7 separate regions of the Mus musculus genome follow, and regions 2, 3, 4, 5, 6 and 7 are each linked to region 1. A link is a contact called in public HiChIP or PLAC-seq and promoter capture Hi-C data. All regions are on one chromosome and are shown on one strand. The core of a region is the stretch at or near the end of the contact, and the rest is flanking DNA. Distances in the headings are between cores, read along the strand shown.

Region 1 (2,759 bases), core at 113-2,612:
ACCACTATACATGTGACAAGAGAAATAACCAGGCCCATCTGTCCCTGTCTTAGGAAGGACAGCTGCCGAGCCTCCCCCACAAATACCTCTTTGCTGGCTCCTCTCTTCCTTTGGCCCTGGCTCTAGCTCCTGTGCTTTCTCCCCAGTCCCTGTCTCCCCACAGTCTCTGTCCTCAGGGACCTTGTGGCCTGACCCTGTCCTCTCTCCCTTGTCTTCCTCAGGCTTTCTCTGCGCCTCAGAGAGGATGGGCTATCTACTGAGGCGTATGGCCTGGATCCCGGAATTCTCCAGTTGAATAAGAGATGCCTTCTAAGATTAGGAAGCCTAGTGCTGGGATAGTGGGAAGAACGGTGCGCGCGCGCGCGCGCGCGCGCGCGCGTGTGTGTGTGTGTGTGTGTGTGTGTGTGTGTGTGTGTGTGTGTGTAGGATGGGGAGGCTTGTCTAGAAAAGCAGGACAAAGGAGGTGGGGACTGAGCTGGAGAGGAAGAGGGTCATCTCTTGGATGAAGGAAAAGCATGAGAGAGCCAGAGGTGGTAGTTGGATGGACTTGAGAGCAGGTTGGGGTGCTGGTGAATTATGACTCCACTCAGGGAAGCACTGCTTGATTCTGGGAAGCACAGGCTAGGTTCCTGTCCCTGGGAAGTGAAGAAAGAGGAGAGACCTTAGAAGGGAAATAGGAATACAGCCAGAGTGAAAGGAAGGGGGTGCTGTGGGTCCTAGGTAGGGGTGGATCGGTGTCATTTTCAAAGACAAGTCCTCATCCTCCAGCGGCCCATCTCGTTCAAGAGTGCCACAGGCCCGAGGCTCAGCCTCTGCCCTTCACTAGCCTGAGCCTCTGGTCTTGGGGTGGACACCACCTCCAGGGGTGGTCGCAAGGAGCGTGTGTGGGGGTGTCGAGGCCCGCCTCTCCTCTCCCTCTTTGCGCCCCCTAGTTCCTCCCTTCCCCCTACCCACTCCGCTCCCCCCTCCTCCAGTCCCTCCCTCCTCCCCTGCCGGGTCCCAGCCTGTCCCCCTCCCCCACTCGCGATCCGGCCGCTGCTGCTGGGCCGGACCCCCCGGGCTCAGCCGGGCTCCTTGTGGAGCCGCCGCCGCGCCCCGTTTGCTGAAGAGGAGGCCCCGGGCCCGGACGCCTGGCGCGGGCATAAAACGGGCCAGAGCCGGCGCCTAGGGCACTAAAGTGGAGTACGGCCCGGGTCAGCGCCCCTCCGCCCGCTCTCTCCCGCCCCGCCCGGCCGGGAGCCGACCAGGCGACTGTGAGACGAGCCCCTCGCCACTGCCCCCCTCCTGGCCCCGGCCCCCTCCTGCCGGCCCGCCTCCGGTCCGGCCCTACTCCCTCTCCTGCTCCCTCCTCCCGCCCGCCTCCCCAGCTGTCTGCTCCGCGTCATGCCGAGCCTCCCGGCCCCGCCGGCCCCGCGGCTGCTCCTCGGGCTGCTGCTGCTCGGCTCGCGGCCGGCCAGTGGCACTGGCCCTGAGCCCCCAGCACTGCCCATCCGTTCCGAGAAGGAGCCGCTGCCTGTCCGGGGAGCGGCAGGTAGGTGGGCTCCAGGGGGAGGTGCGGGAGGGGAGTCTGACTCCTGGCAAGTCTACATCCACAGGGAGAGGGCCCCGGGCGCAGGTGGCTTCGCGCAGCGGGAGGGTGGGAGGGGAAAGCAGAGGCGGCGAGGTGCACGGTGCCAAGGGACCATGGGCCTGGCGGGCAGAGCCCGGAGCAGGCATTACGGCACGAGCAACCGGACAGCGGCCGCCAGCCAAGCCCGTCCCCGCAGGCTGCTCCTTCGGCGGGAAGGTCTATGCCTTGGACGAGACGTGGCACCCGGACCTGGGGGAGCCTTTTGGGGTGATGCGCTGCGTGCTGTGCGCCTGTGAAGCGGTGAGTGGATAACGCAGCTGCCTGCCCTACTCTAGAGGGTAGCGGAACGCTGGTGTCCTAAGTAGTAGACTCGGAGATGCTCAGGGGAAGGCTGGTCCGCAAATCGGAGGAAACCGCTTTCAAGTCTGCGGTGTTGACAGTTATTGATCGCCCACAATGTGACTGGCTTTTAGCCAACTTCCCCCCTCCCGTTACAGTATTGCTAGATAAATGACATTATTAGTTCTACTTTGCAGACAGGGACGCCGAGGCTCAGAGAAGTTAAGAAACTTTGGACGGGCCATGTAACTTGTAAATAGCAGAATTGACTGTCTGCAGCCCTGGGGTCTGATGGTTTCATTCCCTTAATTTTCCTATGTTCTCTGCCATCAGCCTCAGTGGGCTCGCCGTGGGAGGGGTCCTGGCAGGGTCAGCTGCAAGAACATCAAACCTCAGTGCCCCACCCTGGCCTGCAGGCAGCCGCGCCAGCTGCCAGGACACTGCTGCCAGACCTGCCCGCAGGGTGAGGCCCGCTGTGCCCGGAGTTAGGAGGGTGGAAGGCTCTACACTAGGTCCTGTACGACTTGCATCGCGGAGGAGGACTGGTCCTCCTGGTACCTTTCTGAAGCCAGCCGTCTTATTCCTTACCCCGGATGCAGAGCGCAGCAATCTAGATCCACAGCCCGCTGGCCTGGTCTTCGAGTATCCAAGGGATCCAGAGCATCGCAGTTACAGTGATCGAGGGGAACCCGGCGTTGGGGAGCGGACCCGTGCTGATGGCCACACAGGTAGGCTGGGGTGGAGGTGGGCCTGATGAAGTTTGAGTCCCGCGGCAAGGCTTGACAGTGCTCAGGCCATCTTCTCTTCTCGAAGACTTTGTGGCGCTGCTGACAGGACCGAGGTCGCAGGC
Region 2 (2,759 bases), core at 151-2,650, 960 kb after region 1:
ATTAAATTCATCCAACAGGTACACTTTAGCTCTCATATTTCCTACTCTGAAGCCACACTTTCAGCGAGAAGCAAGAACATCCTGTTTGTCCTCATCAGCAGAGGAACAACAAAATCAATATTCGCTCTCCAGGTACCTTGAATTTATAAGGAAAAGCAAGGATTTTCTATCCTTTAATTTATAAACTCAACTAAGACATTCAAATATTCTCAATTAAAAGCAAATAAAGATTTGTTACATATTGTAGCTCTCCTTGTAAACCATATCCTCCTAAATAACAGGGGGGAAAAGTTTGATTGAAGATCACTTGGAAAATGTGTCTTAAGCACGGCAAAGCCCTCCAAATCTAAGATTATATGGAAACCGACTTCAGAATGTTTCTAAAAAGAAATGATTCAGCAGTCGGATTAAGCTAAATGCCATGAAGTAATCAAATTGTGGAATGCTGATTAAATGGCTACTTAAGTTTAATCTATTTAAAACTCTCAGGATAAATACAACTGGCCTAGGACTAGACTAGTCCTGGCTTGGCTCAAACGCTGTAACTGGGTGTCGAAGGAGTTTGCTCTTCAAACTGTTCCTTTTAACTTCTTAGAAGCCATTCTTCATACTTTGGTTCTTTCTCGATCTGGATACATTAAATAAATGGGAATCGCTAGGACCTAGGGTTCTTTCTGTTCAACAGCAGCCAGAAAGAACAGGCAAGAAAGTGAAAGGGGTATGTCCGTGCCCACCCCCCACCGCTGAAAGGGCTACCCTGCTGGCGCGCGTCCGCTCTGGCGGCTCTGAGCAAGTATCTAAAAGAACGGCAAAGAAAGCCAGCCCCAGGCTCCTGTGGGTAGGAAGGTTCCCTTTTGTGACTACAGCTAGGTTCCCCCGGGATTTCCTCCCGTCGTCCGGGTAGCACCCGGCCGCAGGCGGGCGACAGCAGGCCGACGCGGCTCCACTTACAGTGACACCATCCCAGGTGACAGCACCAGTGCAGCTTGAAGCACTTGCCGTGGCTGTGCGTGGCACAGATGGACAGCCCGTCGCACGGCTGGAAGTCGGGTCTGCGGGCGGCGCAGCTCCGCGCCAGGGCCTGCGCCTCGTCCACTTTCTCGCTCTTCCAGCCGCGCTCGGGCGCCGTGGCCGCACTCATCTCTCCGGTTGAAGAGCCGGGCCGGGAGCCTAGGACAGGGCAGAGGCGCGGGCCGGGCAGGGCGAGGGTGGGTTGCGGGCTGGAGGCGCGGCGAACACCCGCTGCCGAGGAGCCGCCCGGGGAGGGAGCAGCGACCCGGCCAGGCCTGCTGCCTCCCCGCGCCCTGCTCCCTTCTGCGCCCTGCTCCCTCCTCCCTTCTTTCTCCTCTCCTCTCCTCCCTCCTCTTTGCTCCCTCCTCCCGTCTCTCTCTGTCGTCCTCCCTGCTCCCTCCTCCCCACTCGGGCCGCCACGCCTGCACGCGCACGCGCACACTTAGACCGCCGCGCCCCTCTGCGAGCCCATCCCCTCGCGGTGGCGTTGCGCGCGTCGCCTCTGCCCCCGGCCAGCGGGTCCCACATGCCCATAGGACAGTCAGCACACATCCCCTACGCCCTCGGGTTGGGAGGGCGTACCTCCGGCTACAGTCCGGCCTTCTCCCGCAGCCTTTAGGCACAGGGTCTAGCCTGGTCCTTAGCACTCCCTCCCCGTCGCGCCGTGGCGTCCTGCTGGGCACACACTCGCCCGGGCTGTCCTGGAGCCGCCGGATGGCAGCGGGCGATGACCTCGCGGGTTCTTCCCTGTGCCAGCCTCCCGGAACTAGTCCTGGGTGCGGGGCTTTGGGCAGTCAGGGTGGGAGAATCTGTTAGGTTTCTGTCTTGATACGTGTAGGGTGTGGGGATGCACTGAGTGGCTTGCAGTGTCTGTGTGGCCATAGACATTACACGCCAGTCGTATAGTCGTGTGTGAGTGTGTGTGTGTGTGTGTGTGTGTGTGTGTGTGTGTGTGTGTGTGTTGTGAGTGTGGACGCCCTAGCGTGATTAACTGCATCAGTTGAACTGCGTGTGTGGCGGTATGGTGGGCTGGAATGGCGTAGTAAATTTATGCATGGATTACATGTGTGGAGTTGACACGGTCGGACATGGGTACACAGACTGACATGTGGCCCAGCCTAGCCAATGGGTGTGGCTGCCTAGGCTGCAGGTCCCTCTCCCACCTCCCCCAGTCTGCTTGTTAGACCGCCCTGCTGGCCACAACTTGTTTCAAATGGGTCTTCCATCCCAGACTGAACCAGAGAAGAGAAAAATGAATCTTTCGTTTACGGGAGCAGTGCTTCCCCTACCACGCGGGCCAGTGCCCAGTCTAAAACACCGAAAGGAGGAACGCCTTCCCTCTGCTTCCTTGCCAAATGCTACACCGGGCCCAGGAAAATGCCTGTAATCGCAGAGGGTCCGCAACAGAGCCTCTCAGCACAAATGCTGGGCTGGACCGTGCTTTCCCCAGATCTCCTTTCCCTTCCCTTTATCCCCTTCCTGTTTGGCAATGAGCTCTATCCTGGTTTTAAACGAAATTCATCCTCAAGTCCTCAAAACTCTTTGCTGCCATAAGCACCCTTTCATAATTTTCCCTTTTATTTAACCTTGGCTTAGGAAGGGAAATCTAATTTGCATATGTCTGACTCTGTGAAATCTTCATGTGTCAGGGATTGAGGTAAACTCAGATGGCAACGGCTGATTTCAACAACTGTCCCATCTAAGTGACAAATTCTGGCTCCCCGTTAACCTAACATTGAACTGAGGTA
Region 3 (2,759 bases), core at 90-2,589, 690 kb after region 1:
TCCCATTTTTCATGTCCTATAGCCCCATTCCCCAATGTGTCAGCTGAATTCCGTTCTTCCCAGAACTTTAACAATTCTCTGTCACTCAGGGCTCAGGGTTCTGGTGTCACCATTCTGTCTAACCTACTTTAGACGGGTCTCTCTCTCTCTCTCTCTCTCTCTCTCTCTCTCTCTCTCTCTCTCTCTCTCTTTCTCTGTGTGTGTGTGTCTCATACACACACACTCACACACACAGAGTCATGGCTGAAATGTGTTTCTGTGAGTGATTATTAAAGATGTTTGGAAGCCACTGCCTGTACCCTAGCCACATCAGGCTAGCAACTTGTCCCTAAACTCACCTTGGCTTGTAACTAATCCCACTGTTCCCTCAGTTAGGCAGTCTCTCTGGCTCCTGCCTACAGAAGTCTCCTCACTCCCTGCTCCCCCCCCTTTTTTTTAGCTAAGGTGTTGATTATTTTCCTTCATCCGTGACCCTAAAAATGACAGCCCTATAGTTTCTTTATGTCACTGTGATCAGCTGGCCTTTACTGACAGTCCTAATGTACTTACAGGACAGACCTACAGTGAGCCTGGTTGATACTCAATGTAACTCCTCCTGAGGTATCTTCCCACACTCTCCCTCCTCATTTCTCCCTCACAGACAAGTCCAACAACTATGTTATCTGCCTCCTTGGGTTAATGATACCATATAGTGGCAATTGTAAACGCCAAACTATCCTGAAATAGCTTTTTCCAGTAGCATATTAGGGAAAAAAAAGATGCCTTCTCTATTTAATAATGTGACCCACTCTATTATTTTTTGATGGAACAATGACAACTAAAAATGATAATTTGGAAAAGAAGTTTTCAGTATCCATCCTTATTTGCAAAAACAATGTTTCCCCTTCCCCCCAAAATTACCCACCAAAACCCAGCAATTCTGTGTTCACCTTTCAAAAGAAAACGAATTAGTGGACACTACCAAATCCAACGAAACGAATTCCATATCCACTCCTAACCCTGCACTGTGTATCCATCCATCCATTTATCTATTTGTCGAATCTGAGACAGGTCTGTGTCGGTATCCCAGACTAGTTTGAACTCAATATGCTCCTTCTGCCTCAGGCTCCTGCGCGCCTGATGGCTGGACGATCCTTGACACCTCGTTTTGGGGTGAGTTTATGGAAGTTCAGGTGAGCTGATTGAAAGGGACGTTCCTTTTAATCTGAGGACCTCTATTTGCTAGACTCCTCCGGCTCAGATGCCAGGGCTCCTTGAGCGTCCCTGGAGGCCGGACAGAGTCTCCCTTTAAGGAGGGCGTGACGCAGAGGCTCGCACCGCCCAGTGCAGGGCGTCTCTGGGGAAGAGAGCGGAAGCGCGCCCGCCAGCTGCCGAGACTGCGCGTGCGTGGGCTGGCCTCCGCGGGGTCACGTGTGCTGGGGTCCCGTCAAGGCAGACGCCGGCTCAGGTAACACGTATTCCGAACGGGTGGGGCGGGGCGGCGGGTGCGGGCCGGCGCGGCAGGGGTGCGCAGACGGAGCTGCGCCCCAGTGGCTCCCGCAGACCCTGTGGCCACCGCGGGCTGGCTCAGGAGTCTGACTTCGCACTAGGTTAGCAGTTTCCACCCGGGTCCGGCCGCCTGCGGGGATACCGGACTGGCGCGCTCACGCCCGGACTGCGGCCGGGAGGTGGGTGCTGTCCCTCCCACGCCCGCCGCACGGCGTGGAGGTTCTCACCCGGTCCGACTGACGTGCAGCCCGTGCTGCCGCTTCCTCCTCGCCTCCTGCCAGGTGTGCCCCAATCCGAGGGCCGCAAGGTGGGGGGCACCCCTGTGCCTTGGCTTGTTGTCTAGGTGTGGCACTCGGGGGACAGAGGCACGCGGCAATCCAGAGTTTGGGTGTACTAAGTGGACATGTTTCAATGGAAGGATTGTACTGGCTTATCCGGAGTAGCTGCTGGAGCCTTCTCATAAGTAGGCGGGGCTCTATTTGCCAGAATGCTTGTTACTGTACTGCCCACTCTACTGGACACCCCACCCCCTAACCCCCCCCAAAAAGCCCAAGTAACGTAAGCACAGATGTTGGCTAGTGCCGCTAACTCTGTTCCAGGTGTCTCTGTTTGGGAGAAAATTGCACATCGTTGTGTGTGGGTTTATGTTACACTTCTGTGTTTGAAGTGCTTCCAATATAGATTGAGGATGGGGGAACCCACATGTGTTTAAGTCATGGGTTTGCTCACGTTGACATCTAAGCAGAAAAGTATTGACTCCTCTAGCACTAGCTGACCTGGTCTGTAGAATACACAATAAAGATAAATGGAGCAGTTTTGTTTGAACTGTTGAGCCTTGTATGCGGGAAGTGACTGAGTTATGTGAGAAAATTCTTTACAGACCTCTAACAGAATAAGGTGCTGATTTTTTTTTCTTTATATGTTTCTTTTGTAATTGGACTGTTGGCAGTCGTTGAGTGCATTCTGTCTTCCAGAATTTGGGGGTTTCTTAGTGACTCTTAGTGTTATCCCCACTAGTCCATAAACATTTTAGCCATTGGGATAGGAGAAGTAAGGCCCTAGAGCTGGAGTTACGAGCTGTTGTGAGCTACCCCGTGTTGGTGCTGGGAACCAAACTCTGGCCCTATATAAGAGCAGTATACCTTTTTAATCGCTGAGCCATCTCTCCCACCCCTCTATTTTGAGACAGGACCTATTGCTCAAGGCACAGCCTGCTGATTCAGCTAGATGAGCTAATAAGCCTTCGGGGCCATGTCTCCATCTCTCCCTCC
Region 4 (2,759 bases), core at 77-2,576, 630 kb after region 1:
GGCCTTTACCTGAAGCACCCCTCCCGCCCCCCACCACACCAAACAGGGTTTTTCTGTGTAGCCCTGGTTGTCCTGGAACTCACTCTGCAGACCAGGCTGGCCTCAAACTCAGAGATCCGTCTGCCTCTGCTTCCCTGATGCTGGGATTAAAAGCGTCCACCACCACTGTCCAACTCTTTACCTGAAATTTTAAAGCTTCGATCTAAAACCAGTTGAGAAATACTGTAGCCTTATTGCTTTCCCAGAGAGTGCTGGACACTCGTATGTGGGAAAGAACCAGTTGTAAGAGAGACCCCTGAGTCACAGCTGAATTCGAGTGTTCTTTCTGCACCACCCCCAACTGGAAATTGCTTGCATGCCTCCTGTGATGCTGGGTTCATTGCTGGAGCTGCTAGCACCCTCTTCTCTAATTTCAGGGGCCTGACTTGTCCTCTGCAGTTGGGCTGCTTTATCTCCTGTACAGGACAGCCCCTTGGCACTAAAAATAGCATCCATGGTTCCTTTCAGTGTTTTCTTTGTTTTTAAATTCGATTTTAAACATCCTTAGCTCTTCTGTGGCCTGTGTTTGTCTGAATTCTAGATTCAGGCCTGCCTCTGCTTCCCCCCTCTGCACTGCTGGGTTGTCTGGACCAGCCGTGCTGAGACACTGTCCCCTGGGCTGAGCATGAGTGTGAGTTACACTCCTTGGCACATACTGAGCTTGCAGTCTTTGAGTTCTGTCCTCCAAAGACTGGAACCACCCAGCTGTGCCATCAGGGGTTTGAGCCTGACAGCAGACATTCATATTTGCTGGTGGTATAATATCATCTTATTAGTTTAAGTTCCTTGTTCAAGGATAACTTGAAAACTTACTCTTTGTCCCTTCTTAAGGATTCTCTACAGTTGTTGTTGTTGTTGTTTTAATCGTGTAAAATCTTCATTTACTTTATTTGGCCATGCTAAGGATGAAATGTAGGGGTCTCATGCGTGGAGCTGTACTCCTGTACAAGCTGAAGTTGGATCACTGTGCCATCTGTGTGCCCAGAAGGTTATCAGAAGTCGTTTTTTTAAGAGCTTGGCAGGTTTTCTGAGGTGAGTTTGCACAGAATGATGAGGTAAAGATAGATGAACTCCCGAGAGAGCTTTCTGTTGGGATCAATAAGGGTGACCAGGGCTAGGCTTTCTGGTATGCAATTGGCTGGGTAAAACAGGTAAAGACCCACCCAGTGTCACCCGTGCGTCAGAGCCTGCCACCCATGACGAGGCAGGAAGACAAATACTGATAGCGTCTGGCCACCAGAGCCCATTGTTTTCTGTGCAGCCTCTGTGACAAGGACCCAGGATGTGGAAGAGAGGACGTCACACAAAAGCCTCAGTGCCCATTGTGATGAGGTATCAGGACTCCTAAGCCAGAGCAGAGCAGTTGATCCGGGTGCCTTTAGCCTCCCAGAAGCAAGAAAAAGAAGCCACTGGGGGTGCGAGGTGTGGGTGTTCAGAGGGAGAGCCCTGCCATGCTGTCTGGGGCCAGGGCTGCTGGGAGTTTGAAACGTTTTTTCATCTTGGGCACCTTCCCTGTGCTCACTTCTCAGAGGTCACAGACTCCTGAGAATCAAAAGAGCCAGGCTGAGGCTGGGGATCACTGAGGCTCACAGCTAGTGGCCTGGGTTTATCCCATGGGGCTAGTGTGAATCAGTTCCAGTGGGGCCGCTGCAGAACACAGAATGTAGCTTTATCTAAGAGCCATCCAAACTCAGCTCCCTGTGTGCACGTGCATTCATCTCCCTCTTCTTGCAGCTGCACCCAGCCATTCTCTCTGCAAGAGTGCCCAGGTGACAAGTTCTGATGCTGGGGTACCCCACCCAGGTCCTGGAAGAGATTCAGCCACAGGAACTGAGGTGATTTGGAAGCCCTGAGAGGGGACCATTCTTAGATTTCTAGTATAGTTGTGGAAAAGGCTGAGAGCAGACACCACACCAGGTAAAGATGAGGTAGAGGACAAAAGTGGGAACCCCCTGGAACCAGGGAGCTATAGGCACTATCGGTCAAACATCAGCCCCCCCCCCCCCCCGAGATGTTCTGGGCTCTGCCTGTGGCAGTGGTCCCAGCCTTAGGACTCCCTAGCTTCACAACCTAGTCCTGAAGCTGTGGACCACAGAATACCTTTTCCTGTCACCACCGAGACCTGCCTTTCCTCCTACAAAAGCCCTGTGGTCATAGTCGGAGACATTCTTACCATCTGCTGGACTTCAGAGTGCTGGTGGGAAGATCTGAACTCAGGCAAACAGGAGGCCAATGTTAAGACACTTACCTGGGGCCAATGAGGTGGCTTCAGCAGAGCAGGGTGATTGTCCTTGAGCTCCGTCTGCAGAAGCTACATGAAGGTAAAGGAGCAAGCCTGACTGGTGACGTTCTCTTCTGACTTCCACCCTCCTCCTAACAACAACAACAACAACAGTAGATACAATTTAAGAGCACTGTGCAGAGCTAACACTCTTGTCTACTTAGTTAAGTTAAGCTTGACTGCCATTACAGACACTGTCTCCATCACTGGCCTATTGATGTGAAGAAAGACCATGACCAAGGCAACTCTTATAAAAGAAAACATTTCATTTGGGGCTGGTTTACAGTTCCCGAGGTTTAGTCCCTCATCATCATGGTAGGCATCATGGCACCGGAGCAGTGGCTGGGAGCTACTTCCTGGTATAGGGCATACATCCATATGCCCAATTTTAATTATTAGTTTATATTCTGTTTGTGCATTTATTTGTTCAATACAGAGT
Region 5 (2,759 bases), core at 152-2,651, 640 kb before region 1:
GGAATCTGGTGCCTTCTTCTGGCCTCCATGGGCATTGCATGCAGGCACATGGTACACAGACGCAGACAAAACATATTTAAATTTTAAATTTTTAAATAAATAGAGCTGAAGAAATGACTTAATGGCTAAGAGCACTTATTGCTCTATCTGGATTTCAGCTCCCAGCACCTGCAGCTCCAGGGGGACCCAATGACTCTGATCTTTACCAGCACTCAGATAGCCAATACAGACACACACAAAGAATTAATAATAATAATAATAATAATAATAATAATAATAATAGACAATTTAAAAAGAATTCTAGATAGTTTTCCTTCAAGTTATGTATCTTGTTTAAATCAATTTGTGGAGAAGAGAGGGGAAGAGAAGGAAGGAGGAGGAAAAGAGGGGAGGAGGGGAAAAGGACGAGGGAAGGAAGGAGAGAATATGAAAATAAATCTTCTTGCTTTGACAAGAGAAAACCAAAGAAAGGACTCTCTAAGCTGATAGCACCAACTGGTCAAGCCAGAGTGGCAAGCAGTTTTACTGCAGGCCTAGCCATAAATCTTAGAAAAGTCAAAGAAAGGTCCCCCCCACTCCACCCCCCACCCCCGCGCCCCAGGAAGTACTCAGTAGGCTTTTTTTAAGTTAATAGAACATGAAAAGGAGACCTAAAAGCTTATCAAATGGCCTGCCTGTCAACTCTGCTCCTCTCTCTCTACCTTGTGGCAACACATCTAATTTTAACGGAGGCAAGGCTGTCTTAATGAAGTGCAGAAGGAAGAAGTACGTAACTTTTGTCAGAAGCCAGAACTATCCAAACATTTTCAAGAGCAGAGGACGGCCATCCTTGAAAAGGAATCTCCTAGAAACAAAACATCTTGAAGAAGATTCCATGTGCCTCGGAAAATAAAGGTTTGTTACAATTTTTGTTCAACTCCTGCATCTGATTAAGACAAAAATTAAATTAAATTTAAAAAGTAACTGAGGCTCTGATAGCGACCTTGACAGATTTACAAAGAAAGCGTCCTCTGCAATTATGACCAGGCTTCTAGTACACTCCACCTCTCAGGCCCTCTGATTTCCCAAGTGTGTTAGAACATGGTAATTAAAACAAGCCTTATTCCAAGCTCTAAGGTTGGCTAAGTCCTGGTCTTGTGCTTTGGCTTTGGGATGTAAAGGGCTCTTTGAAAACAATCAACATACCACTTCTGTCTTGATCAAGATGCATTCCTTTAATCTTATTCTACCTTAAATAAATGTTTGGAATTAGCAGCCCGGGGTTGGGTTTCCGCCCTCTAGCGGAACCCAGATGGCCTGAGAGCCCACCGGCAGTAAAAACTACGTCTCCCAGAATGCTCCGGGAAGGCGGATGCCTCCCCCCCATTGGCCAAGGGTGGGTGACGCTAAGTGTTTTGGCTCGACGGTCACATGTTTCCTTTGTTGTGAGCAGTGGCAGAGACTGGCGGTGGCTCGAGGAGACGCCGGCGCAGCAGGGACGGGGGTCGCCGCTCGTGCCGCTTCCAGCCTGCGCCGAGAGGTACCAGGGTGGCCGCTCCAAGCGGCATGCGACCGCGGCGCTGATCCCCGGCACCGGCGGGAGGGAGGCGAGGTCCCTGGCTGCCAGAAGCCCGATGCGGCCTCGGGCGTGGGGACAGGGCAGGGACGAGCCCCGCGGCAGCAATACACTTAGGGTGGAAGCGGCCGGAGTGTTTCGGCCTCGGACCTGGAGTTTCCGTGGGGTGACCGTGAGTGCTGTCGCCTAGCACGGATAAGGATCGGGGTGCTGGGGCCATAGCAGCCAGCAGCACAGTTGCGAAACATGCGGGGCGTGGTCACCTGACCGTTACCCGCCCCCGCGAAGCCTTTGTTTACCGGGAGCGCGGCCTCGGGCCGTCCCGGGGGAGCCCCCACCCGGCTGCCCGCTTCCTTCTCAGGGCCCTCTGCTTCTTAATTTAGTTCCCAATGTTCCCGCCCCCAAGCCCTGGGCACCCGAGGCGAAGATCGTTCGGGCGGCCGGGATTGGGCGCTGCAGGCGGGCCGGGCCGGCGAGTTCCGAATTTTTATTGGCAGGGGGTGGTAGGTGGGTGGCCCGTGCCAGGCAGTCCCGCCCTCGCCTGAAGGTGACCTGGAGGACGCGGGCGCCGAGGGAGGGGAGCAGCGGGGCGGTGGGTAGGAAGGGGGCGTGCCCTGCAGAGGCCAGGGGGTGGGGGCTAACCCGTAGCTCCTGGCGTAGGACAGCGCGCAGCTCTGCGAAGTTGCCCTTGCCTGCTCTGTCCAGCCTTAGGTAGTAAAGGATGACCCACAAGGCCACATTTGAGAAGCTTCAATATCAGCTCTAGCGGATTTTAATCATGTCAATTTTTTTTTCTGTTAGTGTTCTCAGCTGACACCTGGCACAACCACCAGATGGTTGATGGTTGATAATGGTTTGGTGTTTTGTTTTTCTTTATTAGGATTTAATATGTATCCCTTGCCACTAAAAATATAAACGGTGGCTTTTACCTTTAAAAAAAAAGATATTTTGAGGTTATTCACCTAAAAGTTTTTTGGTTTTGGATTTTTGAATGAGCTTTCTTAGTTTTCCCTTTTTGGGGCACACAATTTCGTGTATTAATCTCCCAGGTAATTGAGAAGTTTCTGATAAGTGAGTTGAAGGTGTGTTTGGAAAACTGTACATTAAGATAACCGAAAGCCCAGTCATTTCCAGACGGAGGATATTAAAGGTGGTTTTCCAAATCTCTTAAACTTATGGTGCAGCTAGGTTTTGTCATTTTATC
Region 6 (2,759 bases), core at 175-2,674, 610 kb after region 1:
TACATAGTTTTTGAAAAAGAACAAAGTACTGGAAGCATACGGGTGACCCCGGCAGCCGTTACACCAACCGAGAGACACAAAAGGTACCAGCAGTAGGATCTCACCTGTCCAGGGTGACACCTGTGACAGGGTCCTGTGTATCTGACTGGAAAGGATTAGCAGAAACTTTGTGTAGATGTACATTCTCTGTTTCTCCAGTATAGGACTACAATAGTTACGACTTGCCAAACTATATATCCATGCACCTCATAGCATGTAAATTACACTCCAAAATTATACATCAAAAGTTCAAGGAGTAGGCCTTCAGGTGTGGGAGGCCAGGGGCGTGGCAGGTGCACAGACACGGTTTTATCCTTGCCAGTGTCTACTGAAGGAGACAGACTCGGCAATCTTTCCCAGTTCTTACCGTATCTACCATGTCCTGAAAGCCTTTCAGACAATCTTTATCTGAGCTATGGAAAGGGAGGAAAGGGGCTGGTGGCAAAGCAAGCCCTTTGGTGACTGTGGATACAAATCTTCTAGGTACCCTTTCTAGCCCTTGGTGCTTAGTGCAGTGCGGTGGGGGTGGGTAGGGATGGGTAGGGATAAGGAGTTACAGTGGAAGCCAAGAACCTCAGGGTGACGTCTCCTGGAATGTCTGTACTTTGTGGAGGTGTGGGAAAGGTGTCAGTCTGTACTGAGCCAGGTTCTTACCCACTGGTGGCTCTGTGACCTTGTGTAGGACCTTGTGTGGGCCTGTGTTTTCCTCATCACGGGGCTCAATGAATCCTGGTTGTCTATCCCATGGGGTTATTTCAAGGTCCTAAAGAGATGGTGAAGATTTTTTTTTAAGAGAAGGAATAGAAAAAAACTAGTAATGAGCATGCAACTGGCCTCTCATACAGACATTTCGGAGTGAGTTTACACATTCCTGGTTCAAAAAAATGTCTGGCCAAAAGAAATTAAACAAAGAAATGTCAAGTACAGACACTGCATTAGGGGCCAGTGAATACTTTGGTAGCGAGCCAGACTTATCTTGTTGGACACCTTCTAAACTCAGGCGCAGGAGTCTGGCAGCCCTTGCTTCACACAGATGGTAATAGCAGGCTGACCCACAACTGAGCAGGGCCTCACTGCAGAGGTGACTGTGTCTCTCTTGTTCCTTTCTTGACAGCCATGCAGCAGATCCAGCTCAAATGAAGGAGAGAAAGAGCTTTGTCTGTCCTCAGAGCCCAATGCAGACCGTAGCCCAGTGCTGTCAGAGCGGAATGGGCAAAGCATGAGGCTCTGGGCCTGTTTGCGTGGCTATGAAGAGGCAGGATGGCCAGGCGAATGATTTGATCTGACTTGGGTAATGAAAATTGTTTGTTGCTGTTTGAAGAGCAATTGTGTAAGCAACAGTACTTCTGTGTTTGGCTGCCTGTGACTCACCACTGACTGTAACATAACCCCAAACTCAGAGGAGGCACAGGCTGTGGGCGTGGAGGAGGGGAGAGGAGGGATGCAGGGCAGAGGCCCCTTCTCATTCACCCTTTCTTCCCTCCTCACTGTCCCAGTCCCTCTCCAAACCTCTAAGGAACGTTCACGAGAAGGCGTTTGCCACCTGGACACAATGAGGCCTCGTTGGAGGGACAAGCGAGAAGCTGGCTGGGAGCCAGAGGCCCGGTTTGAATGGCTGTTGCCAAGGGGCTGCCAACAGTCCATCTCAACCCCCAAGAGGCTGACCCAGGATGGGGTGGGGGCCACCCCTCCCCACCTTGGAGGCCACAACTCACACCATTTGTGGGCCAGGCCGTGATCAGAATGTGCGGGGACAAGGTGGCTTTGAGTGGCTGAGCAGAGCCTCTCCCCCTCTGCTGGCTCCGGCCTCACTTGGATTAGAGCCTGCTCAGGGAGTCCCTTTGTTGGCTGCTTGTTATTCCACATGCACTGAGCACTGCGCATTCATCTTTATTAGTTCTAATTGCTTCCCCATTCTAATGGGATCTTGATATTCCCATACAATTGAAAGGAAATGTATTCATTAAAATAATTCTTCTAACTGCCGCTTCCAGCTGCTCCTCTAAAGTGACATTGTCTCTCCACGCAGCCTGCTGAAGCCTCTTATTAAGACTCTAGTCAAAAGCCAACTTTGGGCAGCAAACTTTCCTTGCAGGGGTTTCCAGACACTGGAGAGAGGGTGCTTTTTAATCAGGCTCACACAGAAGTTGAGGCCAGCTGGTGTAATTGGGGGCGCTGGTCCTCGTGGATAGAAGGGCTTGCCTCCAGCTCTGCCTCCTGTAACAATGACCCTTTCTGCATAATGGCTCATTTGGAGAGGGCTTCTCCCTGCACCTTCCACCTCTCCCCGCCCACATCGCATACGTGAAGCTTTTGTTTATGCCACAAGCAGTTACCAGGTGTGTTCTAAGCATGAGGCTGAGTAAGGAGCTGGGGAGGCAGGGAGGCGGGGCTGCACTCCCAAGGTGTTTAAGGTCTTGGTGGGTGGCTCCCAGCTAGCTTCTGCAGAGCTTTGAGGCAAAGGCATGGCAGAGAATTTCTGGGTATTCAAAGAGAATACACAAGGATCTGGGTTCAGATCCCCAACACCCCCATGCAAAGAGTAGCACACACTCCAGTGCTGGCCAACCTGGAGCGCCCATCTCCAAAAATAAATAAATAAGTAAATGAATGAATAAATAAATAAGGTAGAGCGTGATAGAGGAAGACTCCTGAAGCTGACCTCTGGCCTCTACACACATGCAAAGGCAAGTGGACCTGCATAGGTGTATGCACACACG
Region 7 (2,759 bases), core at 184-2,683, 580 kb after region 1:
AATGAAACCAGTGAGAAATGTTAAGTGTACTGGAGGGATGGGGACTGGACAGGACAGGACAGGACTGGCAGCTGATTTTAAAGAAGCCTCCTAGGTCTGAAGGGCTCCTCCAGGACAACTCAACTCCTAGACAGTTCACCCAGTTATCACTCCATAATCCTATCAGGATCCTGGGTGAGAGGTCAATCTCTATAAAGCAGATGCTGATCAAAATGAAGTGACAGATAAGACCCCATCTTCAACCATTCCTGGCTCCAGGGGACCCAGCTGTTTTTCCTATCACCTTTAGTGGAAGGGAAAGCATGGTTTTCTGACTTCACAGGACTCTGAGCTATATCAACCATAGAAATGGAATCTGGAACAGAAACCACCCACAGGACAAGTGAAGCCATACCACTGATCACCAAGGGGAGGCTGCCACTGCTCCAGCCTAAGGCAGCATTTAACGGAGGGCTGGTGGATCAAGTGTTCTTGGGTCAGGCGAAATTTTGCCTGGGACTGTGAGTCCTCCTTTGAGAAGGCCAGCACTGTGTGGCATCTTCCGATCCCCCCACCCTATGACATTCAGAAAGAATGAAAAGAGTGTGGCAAACCAGAGAGTGAACTCAGCTGACTCAGAAACCTCCACAGATCTGTGGGGTTCTAGGTCACCTCTTTGCTCTGGGAACAAGAAAGAGGTGGCACGGGAGAGAAGCACTATCAATCAGGCTGAATGGACAATTGTTCTTCCAAACTGTCTACTAGACTGGGCCCTAATTTCTCTCTGAACTCTAAGCCTGCACCCTGGGTTACCCTACTATGCTCAAACTTCATCTTAAGTCTCTCTCCTTAAGGCAGATCAGTATCCAGCACATTTCTGTGCCCAGTTCCACACACAGAAGGAGTTCAATAACGCCTAAACAGAAAACGGCTCTAAGATTAGGCCAGATGTCCTTGTCAGGGCGGCTGCACTTGACCTAGAGGAGGAACCTGTCAGAGGTGGGGGTAGAGTGCGGGGTCGAGGAGGTCAGGAGGTCAGGAGATCAGAGCTACACACTTAGATAGCTTTTCAAGCTTGCCACATAGTCTTCTCTGTGTCGCAGCCGGATCCCATCTCCTCAACACCGGCAGGTCTGTAACTATTACATTTCCTCCCTGACAAGCACTGTGGGGATGTGTGTGGCCAGGTTGGGAGGAGGGGACTTTAAACTAGCGGCCCGTAGTCCCAGTCAGAGCCCAGACTCTCCTCCTTCCCTCTTTAGGCAGAGGCAGCTCGCTGGACCGTGTGACAAGGAGCCAGCCGAATTCATTTAGCAAAAGCGGATTTGGTGCTCTGCCCTGCAAGCACTCCCCGAGACGAGCAGATAGCGCCTGGGCACCCCTCCCGTCCCCTCCCTCTTGGGCCTTTCACCCCCTAATCCACTGAGTGGGGAGCGGTCACGTGGGCCGCCAGCTCTCGACAGGAAGCTGTCGGCACCGCTGGCTCCCAGGGCCAGCTCCTTCACCGCCGGGAAGGCAGGCTGCCTTCCCCCAGCCCCACTCCTTGAAACCCAACCCCTCTTTCCAGCTGCAGCTCCAAAGAGCCTGGGGCCCGGCCCTCCCCGGGGACCCTGCAGCCTGCAGATCTCACGGTCAGGGAATTTTCCCTGTGCGGTGTTCCAGGCGGGCAGAGCCGTCAGAACAAAGGGCAGAGAGAGCACGCAGGCTGTCTTCCCCTTTTTCCTTCGCTTCCACCCTACCCTCATCAAGGGAAAGGAGTCAGTGGACAACATTTGCGCCCCACCCCCCACCCCGCCCTGATCTGGAGCCAGGGAACGCTTGGAGAACAAAACCCATCCTTCCTGGGGAAAGAGGACCCAGGAGCAACTCGGTCCAGATCAGTCTGGAGCAGCCTTCCTTTCTCATCCCTTCTCCCGCAAGGGGACAACTGATCTGCTCTGTCCCTGACATCCCAAAGTCCACCCTTGGCTGGAGATCGGGGTCACAGTCAGGGATTTCAGAGACAGGCTTCAGAGCTGATACCTGTAACCAGGGGAAAGGCTATTATAAAAGGACAATCAGGGGTTTCGGTGTTGCTCCTCAAGAATTCAGCCGATCCGTTGTTGCTGGGTTAACACTATAATAGTACAACAGAGTAAGGTGCCCCTGCACCAAGCATAACCTCAAACCCTGGACTCATTTTTTAATGGCAGCCTGGCTGGTCCAGCTCTAGGGATGCCCTGAGCCCTTTGACTCTGAAAGTGCCTTACAAATGACCTCTCTGAGCCTTAGCTTTCTCACCTGAAATGAGAGAGAGAGAGAGAGAGAGAGAGAGAGAGACAGAGACAGAGACAGAGACAGAGACAGAGACAGACAGAGAGAGAGAGATTATTTGTTGTGTCTACTTCCATTCATTCAGCAAACAATGAGCACCTACTATGTGCTCAGTTATATATTCAGTTCCTTGTTTGAACACAGTGGGACTCACCCCTCCAAGGGCCACATCAGTTCATAGGTAGTTTGGGAATAGAAATGTTTAAAGATAGGGACCAGCTGTAATGACCTCATTAACTTTCTGGGAAGAGGACTGCTCAAGCAAACTTTTTAAAGTTCTTGAAAACAGTGAAGTGAGCCAGACCTGCCTCTGTGATCCTGCCTGAACTATTTATTTGCTTAGCAAACTGTTTCTTCATAGATAGAGGGAAAGGAAAGGCTTCAGACCAGCTAGAGGCAAAGTCAGAAGTGAGTGGGGTCTGAATTAATTAGGGGTTTCTGTAGCTTAATGTATAAACCTGGGCTCA

Evidence for each region. Promoter capture Hi-C pulls out the DNA fragments that hold promoters and counts their contacts. HiChIP or PLAC-seq counts read pairs in DNA pulled down with a chosen protein or histone mark.
Region 2: a promoter capture Hi-C map of embryonic stem cells shows a contact between it and region 1, with 8 read pairs. The contact joins the promoter of 2510009E07Rik here to the promoter of Chrd in region 1. A contact is called at or near these places in 2 of 39 promoter capture datasets (embryonic stem cells and hematopoietic stem and progenitor cells) and 1 of 484 Hi-C or Micro-C datasets (embryonic stem cells).
Region 3: a promoter capture Hi-C map of stem cell-derived epiblast-like cells shows a contact between it and region 1, with 4 times the contacts expected there. The contact joins the promoter of Vps8 here to the promoter of Chrd in region 1. A contact is called at or near these places in 14 of 39 promoter capture datasets (the 3T3-L1 cell line, 3T3-L1-derived adipocytes, the SN4741 cell line and 10 more), 1 of 15 datasets of contacts at CTCF or cohesin (embryonic stem cells), 2 of 484 Hi-C or Micro-C datasets (erythroblasts and stem cell-derived neural stem cells), 8 of 115 datasets of contacts at active chromatin or transcription factors (embryonic hindbrain, embryonic midbrain, embryonic stem cells and 5 more) and 1 of 9 other capture datasets (adipose tissue).
Region 4: a contact with region 1 is called in an HNF4G HiChIP or PLAC-seq map of pancreatic cancer cells. The contact joins the enhancer-like site here to the promoter of Chrd in region 1. A contact is called at or near these places in 5 of 39 promoter capture datasets (cranial neural crest, embryonic stem cells, frontonasal cranial neural crest and 1 more), 5 of 115 datasets of contacts at active chromatin or transcription factors (SST interneurons, embryonic forebrain, embryonic stem cells and 2 more) and 1 of 9 other capture datasets (adipose tissue).
Region 5: a FOXA1 HiChIP or PLAC-seq map of pancreatic cancer cells shows a contact between it and region 1. The contact joins the promoter of Klhl24 here to the promoter of Chrd in region 1. A contact is called at or near these places in 2 of 484 Hi-C or Micro-C datasets (CD4 T cells and the G1E-ER4 cell line) and 2 of 115 datasets of contacts at active chromatin or transcription factors (bone marrow-derived macrophages and pancreatic cancer cells).
Region 6: an HNF4G HiChIP or PLAC-seq map of pancreatic cancer cells shows a contact between it and region 1. The contact joins the enhancer-like site here to the promoter of Chrd in region 1. A contact is called at or near these places in 5 of 39 promoter capture datasets (the 3T3-L1 cell line, 3T3-L1-derived adipocytes, cranial neural crest and 2 more), 3 of 484 Hi-C or Micro-C datasets (Th1 cells and regulatory T cells), 4 of 115 datasets of contacts at active chromatin or transcription factors (astrocytes, embryonic forebrain, embryonic stem cells and 1 more) and 2 of 9 other capture datasets (embryonic stem cells and liver).
Region 7: a FOXA1 HiChIP or PLAC-seq map of pancreatic cancer cells shows a contact between it and region 1. The contact joins the enhancer-like site here to the promoter of Chrd in region 1. A contact is called at or near these places in 5 of 39 promoter capture datasets (embryonic stem cells, hematopoietic stem and progenitor cells and hippocampal neurons), 2 of 484 Hi-C or Micro-C datasets (Th1 cells and embryonic stem cells), 3 of 115 datasets of contacts at active chromatin or transcription factors (embryonic stem cells and pancreatic cancer cells) and 2 of 9 other capture datasets (adipose tissue and liver).

The regions. Positions count from the first base shown.
Region 1 is chr16:20,731,765-20,734,523 of GRCm38.p6, forward strand. Chrd (chordin) reads left to right here and starts at 1,363. Exons shown (of 23, transcript NM_009893.2): 1 at 1,363-1,531; 2 at 1,767-1,870; 3 at 2,243-2,372; 4 at 2,509-2,637; 5 at 2,723-2,759. The coding sequence starts at 1,384. It also overlaps a transcript of Thpo not described here.
Region 2 is chr16:21,693,265-21,696,023 of GRCm38.p6, forward strand. It overlaps 2510009E07Rik (RIKEN cDNA 2510009E07 gene), which reads right to left and starts at 1,401. Exons shown (of 2, transcript NM_001001881.2): 1 at 952-1,401. The coding sequence starts at 1,141.
Region 3 is chr16:21,421,779-21,424,537 of GRCm38.p6, forward strand. Vps8 (VPS8 CORVET complex subunit) reads left to right here and starts at 1,340. Exons shown (of 47, transcript NM_001285893.1): 1 at 1,340-1,447.
Region 4 is chr16:21,363,870-21,366,628 of GRCm38.p6, forward strand. No RefSeq gene overlaps it. Among named protein-coding and RNA genes, the nearest start is that of Gm36224, 26 kb to the right of the region's middle. Within about 2 kb of position 1,327, at least 15 of the 459 cell types and tissues checked have an H3K27ac peak or open chromatin away from gene starts, as enhancers often do. A contact at or near this core is called in extraembryonic endoderm stem cells and pancreatic cancer cells, where this site is marked.
Region 5 is chr16:20,096,153-20,098,911 of GRCm38.p6, forward strand. It overlaps Klhl24 (kelch-like 24), which reads left to right and starts at 1,402. Exons shown (of 8, transcript NM_029436.3): 1 at 1,402-1,519.
Region 6 is chr16:21,338,142-21,340,900 of GRCm38.p6, forward strand. No RefSeq gene overlaps it. Among named protein-coding and RNA genes, the nearest start is that of Gm16863, 43 kb to the left of the region's middle. Within about 2 kb of position 1,425, at least 196 of the 459 cell types and tissues checked have an H3K27ac peak or open chromatin away from gene starts, as enhancers often do. A contact at or near this core is called in 3T3-L1-derived adipocytes, astrocytes, embryonic forebrain and 2 more, where this site is marked.
Region 7 is chr16:21,309,543-21,312,301 of GRCm38.p6, forward strand. No RefSeq gene overlaps it. Among named protein-coding and RNA genes, the nearest start is that of Gm16863, 14 kb to the left of the region's middle. RefSeq lists an enhancer at 847-2,153. Within about 2 kb of position 1,434, at least 263 of the 459 cell types and tissues checked have an H3K27ac peak or open chromatin away from gene starts, as enhancers often do. A contact at or near this core is called in Th1 cells, adipose tissue, hematopoietic stem and progenitor cells and 3 more, where this site is marked.